2 separate regions of the Hordeum vulgare genome follow, and region 1 is linked to region 2. A link is a contact called in public Hi-C data. All regions are on one chromosome and are shown on one strand. Each heading gives the region's core, a stretch centred on a gene start, on an enhancer-like site or on the middle of the called end of the contact. The rest is flanking DNA. Distances are from core to core; before and after follow the strand shown.

The links. A called contact is a pair of places that touch in the nucleus more often than the background predicts.
Region 1: a Hi-C map of leaf shows a contact between it and region 2, with 3 times the contacts expected there. The contact joins the enhancer-like site here to the promoter of LOC123441003 in region 2. A contact is called at or near these places in 3 of 6 Hi-C or Micro-C datasets (leaf and seedling).

What each region holds. Positions count from the first base shown.
Region 1 is chr3H:601,727,597-601,730,381 of MorexV3_pseudomolecules_assembly, forward strand. No RefSeq gene overlaps it. Among protein-coding and RNA genes, the nearest start is that of LOC123441003, 37 kb to the left of the region's middle. Within about 2 kb of position 1,310, at least 3 of the 3 cell types and tissues checked have open chromatin away from gene starts, as enhancers often do. A contact at or near this core is called in leaf and seedling, where this site is marked.
Region 2 is chr3H:601,690,189-601,693,236 of MorexV3_pseudomolecules_assembly, forward strand. LOC123441003 reads left to right here and starts at 1,695. Exons shown (of 2, transcript XM_045117535.1): 1 at 1,695-1,810; 2 at 1,924-3,048. The coding sequence starts at 1,798.

The sequences.
Region 1 (2,785 bases), core at 60-2,559, 37 kb after region 2:
AAGCATAGCATCCAGCCATACCACTCGTGCATCCTCCTTCCATGAGTACCATGAGATATCTGTTAGTTGGTCATAAAGATGTCGGTGGTGAGATGAGATGTAAATTCAGGTATGACATGCAACAATGAAAGCATTGTATATTTAGATGTTGATATTTATATAGAGTTCATTAAGCAATCTATTCCATTTTCACATTAAACATACCATGTAAAAATGGTTCTACAAGCATCGGAACAAATATTAATGTAAAATTGTTTGTTTTTAATCGTTATATTCCAGGACTGAAATATATACGCCTACAATATATTCATGACATACCATATTTATCCTATAGTAACAAATAATCGCCAAAAAACTAAGGGGCCTCACACGTCGTCTATTGTATGAAGCGGGTTGTCCGTTACTTTTTCTATTTTCCTGCCACAAGCGCCTTGTTCCAAAGCTCGTTCCTGCAACAAGCTCCTAGTTGAAAAACGTGTTCTCTTTTTTCATGCAACAAGACTTTTGTTGCAAATATAATTCCCGCAACAAGATCTCGTCTATTCCCCTTTCTATTTTCCTACCACAAGCGCCTTGTTGCAAAGTTTATTCATGTGACAAGATCCCAGTTGCAGAACTTGTTCTCCTTCTTCCTCCAACAAGACTCTTGTTGCAAACATAATTACTACAGCAAGATCTCAGTTGCAAAATTTGTTCTCTTTCTTTCAACAAAACTCTTTTTACAAACGTAATTCCTGCAACCACACCTCAGTTGCAAAATTTGCAATAAGAAAAAAATGTGAGAGGTGGTGCAGGCTCACGTGGGTACGTGGCACACAGGGAAGACAGTGGACGTTTCGTGGGATCCGTCGGGTGATGAGAATCTTTTCCCAAAAAATAATGAATCAAACTAGAAGTTTGACCTGAAAACCCTTTGTTAGTGGACCGAGGACAATTTGATGAATTGTATTTTAAATGGATAAACATTTTTCAAAAATGATGAAATTTTTAAATATTTGTGAAATTTTTTCCAATTCAACGAACTTTTTAAATGTTTTTTCCAATCCATGAACATATTTTAAAACTCTGCGAACTTTTTAAAAGTTTGTGAACATTTTTTTAGATTACAGTGAATTTTTACAAATTGATGAACTTTTTCTTTCTCAAAATTTGTGAACCATGTTTCGCTTTTATGAACTTTATTTGTTAATTTGTTTTGTATTTTCTGTAATAAAATTCGTCATGTAATTGGACCGGCCCATTTTGCAGGGCGTGTGGTGCTGCTTCTCCTAGCCGGCGCTTAAGACACCGACTAGGAGCTCCCCTGGTTCAGGCGCCAGAAATCCTCCTTGGCGCCTACTACAGCGCCCAGTTGGGCCAGCCAACAAAACACCACAGCGTCAAAATTGATATTATGGTAACAGCGCCGCAAAAATAAAAGCTCTCTCCATGTTTTGAACTCGCAATGTTATACTAACTTACGTGTTGTACTGACCACTTGACCTACCGGCCATTAGTGATAGGTACCAGCACCAAACGCGTAATAAAAATGTCACCGCACTATTTTATTGCACAAAACTGTATTGGTGTATGTTTTTGAATTATTGAAACAAAAAAATCAGGAATTTGAATAGGTTCATATATTTTGAAAAAAGGTTCGTCAATTTTCAAGAAAAGTTCATGAATTTGAAAAAGCGTTCATCAATTTTCACATAAAAGCTCATTAAATCTAAAAAATGTTTGAGTATTGAAAAAAGTATATGGAATTAGAAAACAAATTCATCTATCTTCAAAAAGTTCATCAAAATTGAAGAAGTTCATCGATTTTGAAAAACACATCAATTTTTTAAAAAGTTTAATACTTTTAAGAAAAGTGCACCGATTTGGAATAAAAGTTCATGGATTTTTTAAAAACAATGTTCATCGATTCAAAGAAAAAGTTCATCAATTTAAAATCATACATGTAAGGAAAAGAAATAAATATAAAAATAACAAAGAACAGGAAAAATAGAAAAGATAAAGAAATGCGCATTGGAGAACTTTTATTCCAAAATGGGCCGGTCCAGTTACAGGACGGATTTTATTACAGAAAAACAAAACAAATTAACAAAAAAAGTTCATAAAAGCGAAACACGGTTCACAAATTTTGAGAAAAAAAAAGTTCATCAATTTGTAAAAATTCACTGTAATCTAAAAAAATGTTGAATTTTTTTTAAAAAGTTTGCAGAGTTTCATAATTTGTTCATGGAATGGAAAAAAACTTTTAAAAAGTTCGTTGAATTGAAAACAAATTCACAAATATTTAAAAAATTCATCATTTTTGAAAAATGTTTATCCATTTAAAAAACAATTCATCAATTTTGAAAATAGTTCATCAAAAATTCAAAAAAGTTCATCGATATTCGAAAATGTTCATAGAATTTTAATAAACAATTGTAAAATGTTAAAAAGGTTCATTGATTTAGAAAAATGTTTTCTTGAAAAAAGGTGAATAAAAATATGTGTGTTTTTTGATAAAATGAAAAATTATATTAGAAATAAAGTAAAAATGAAAAAGGTAATAAAAAACAGTAAAGAAAAGACAAATGGAAAAATAGAAAACTGAAGAAAAACCAGTCCCGAAAAACCCATCTAGGAAGCTTCCTGAAACTTCACAAAACCCAAAAAACCTCCCTACTGCTGGGCCGGCCCATGATCGAATCCTGCAGGTGCCAGTTAAGAAACATCCACTTCAACCGGTGTCTGCAACATCAAATAGGATTTGCCCAATAGAACCTCCCTTGGACACATGTGTGTATGAAAAAAA
Region 2 (3,048 bases), core at 445-2,944:
AGTTTATATACAAAGTGCATCCTGATTTCCCGTAACCCTTGCAACATTTTAGCACATGCAATATGGGTGAAATGAAGATACCATGCCAAGTTTCAGCCTTTTCTGAGTTGATTTGTAACGCTTTTCAATTTAGGGTCATTTAGCTCAAAAAATCATTTAATGTATGGAAAATGGCAAATGAGGTGAGAAAGGGTTTAAAATTTATGAGGGGTCTTTGAATTATGCATATTGAGGGAATAAAAAGTGTGGAGTTGAAATAAGATTAAAAAATGAATTGACTTTGAAAGAGATGAGTATTCGTCCGGAACCCTGATACTTCGAAAGAGATAGTCCAGTTTGTACACACGAAGTGCATCATGTTTTTACCGTAACCCTTCCAATTTTTTAGCACATGTCATGTGGGTGAAATGATGATACCATTCCAAGTTTCAGCCTTTTCCAAGTTGATTTGTAGGGCTTTTCAATTTCAAGGCCATTTAGCTAAAAAAAATCATTTAGTGCATGGAAAATAGCATATAAGGTGAGAATACAAAATACTGAATGAGGTAAGAATACAAAAAACCCTTATATTTACACAAAGACATAAATACAAAATACTCACATCATATTTACACAGGGACATAAATATAAAATACTCGTCAAGGCAGTACATAATAATTGCTAGAGATAGAATTGTTCATAATACACGTTGTGAGCACTACTCATCTGAATCAGAATATCCCCAAATTGGTAGTGGTGGTGGTGGTGCTTGAGTACGAGGTGACGCTCGCCATAGTTCATAATTCGAATCCCGCGGTAAAACTCGTATGCAACGTATGCATCTTTTGCTGCATACTCAATGTTGATACCGTCAAATGGGGTCCTCTCCCACTTTTTGTGCTGAACCGAGGGTAATTTGATATTCATATCAGCGTACTCCTCGTCGATCAGGGCGACTACCATAGGAGCCATCGAAGTCCTCTAATGTTCAAGCCTAAATATGTCTTTGATATCAATGTGGTAGTCTGTTGGTATATATATCTCAATACTGAAGTTGTGCCTCATCTTGAACTTGTCATTCCTTGTATCAACGCTAGCAAAACGTATGCCGTCAATCATATCACTGAAATACGTACATTGCAATTAATTTTCGTAGTAACATGCAGGGGTGTGCTTCTGTGCATCCTCTTAATTAAATATCCTCTTGGGTAAAAAGAGTATGGTAATCATTTCACGAGGACGATTGCTGAGGCAGGGACCTAAAGCTGATGCTCACCATTTGCGGGAGGATCTGTTGCGCCCACAACAATGGGACATCAAGCAAGGAGAAGCAGCCAAGTAGCTAGTAGCCCTGATCGCGATGCCGGCAGGGAATCAGGCGACGCCAAACCATTCTTCCTTTATTGTAGTCACTCAACTTTGCGCGCTATCAAGCTGGAATCCTACTAGCGTTCTCTTTTCAGAATGATGCTTGACAGATTGACACGGGAAAAACTGGAGTGTACACATCTTCACCTCAGTGCTTGATTTGACTCGAGCTGATAGATATGTCGATTCCTTTTCGCAAAGTGTGTCAATTATCACATCTTTTGAAAACCTTCCCTGGTAATCTAACATGTCGTGGCTGCGCATGAATCTCTTATTCTTATCCTCAACGGGATGTAAAGTAGGAGACGAAGGGTTACATATACAGATGCCGAGCCAGTAGCCCTGAAACAAAGCCTGAACTGATCGTCCGTTGAGAGGGCAGCAGAAATCCAGGAGCGCAAGGCGGCAGAGTAAGGCAGCCAATTGGCTTTACTACTGGCTGGCAAGGAAATGGGTCACCAAGGTGCCCCGAGAACTTATCGTCTATTCTATTTTGTCATGTGCTAATCAATTACATTCAAAATATAGTTGATTCATCATGCTCTGCTGCTGACTGATCGACTTCGACTGCTGCAGGCCACGTTGTAGACACGATGGTTCAGATGACCAATCGTCTGAAAGGTGAATTAGAAGCCCTGCCCTCACCCCAGGCGCAGGTCGGCGACAGGCGCCCTCCTCCTTGCCGCATCATCGTCGGCAAGGTCCGCGACCAAACGCGTAACGTCGACAAGGAAGAGTACGACCCTGACCACCTCGCCATCGGCCCGTACAACTACCCGCGCCGGCACCTCGCCATGGAGCGCGAGAAGCTGATGAGCCTGAAAATGGTGCTCACGGCTGCCAGGGCTCGGAGACCCGGGACGCCGGTGGAGGTGGACATGTACGTCAACGAGCTCAAATGCCTGGAGGAATCTGTGAGGAAGTGCTACGACAACACGTTTCCTGACATAAAGAGCGAGCAATTCGTGCGCATGCTCCTCCTCGACGGCTGCTACATACTCTCCTGCCTGGTCGACCTCCAACCCCGTTCACAACCCATGGACGATGCTGCGTCGGGGACTGCAAATGCAGGCGTCCTGGCAGCGAACGGGGCCGAGGCGCCGGCGACTACAAATGCAGGAGTCCTTTCAGCAGCGAACGTGGCGGAGTCGCCGAGGACTGCAAATGCAGATGCAGGCGTCCTTTCAGCAGCGAACGGGGCGGAGGCGCCGAGGACTGCAAATGCAGACGTAGGCGACGTGTCAGAGAGGAGGGTCGAGGTCGAGGCGCTGACCGTGCTCCGCGATGTGTTCTACCTTGCAGAGAACCAGATACCTTTTTTTGTCCTTGGGAAGATTGGGGATCTGACGGGTTTGGAAGGTAACAATGGCGTGATTACAGAGGCTGCCAAGTATGCTCTCAATCTTATGAGGGCACAAAAGTACGAAATGGCCGCGTCGGCATCGGAGCCGACGGTGCCAGGTAATCTTCTCCATCTTCTTCACATGTACTTGAAGCCTGCACGGTCCATCTCTCCTGCTGCACCAGTCAGCGGGACCGTGCGCCGGTGGCGCTCAGCGACGGATTACTACTTCGCCGGGGTGGTTTTCAAGCGTCGAGAGATGAGCCAGACATGGTGTTCAAGAACCGGGGTGATGCTCGCACCACGTTGCATCCTCGACGTGAAGCTGAGCAGCGGCGGTGGCACGCTGGAGGTCCCCG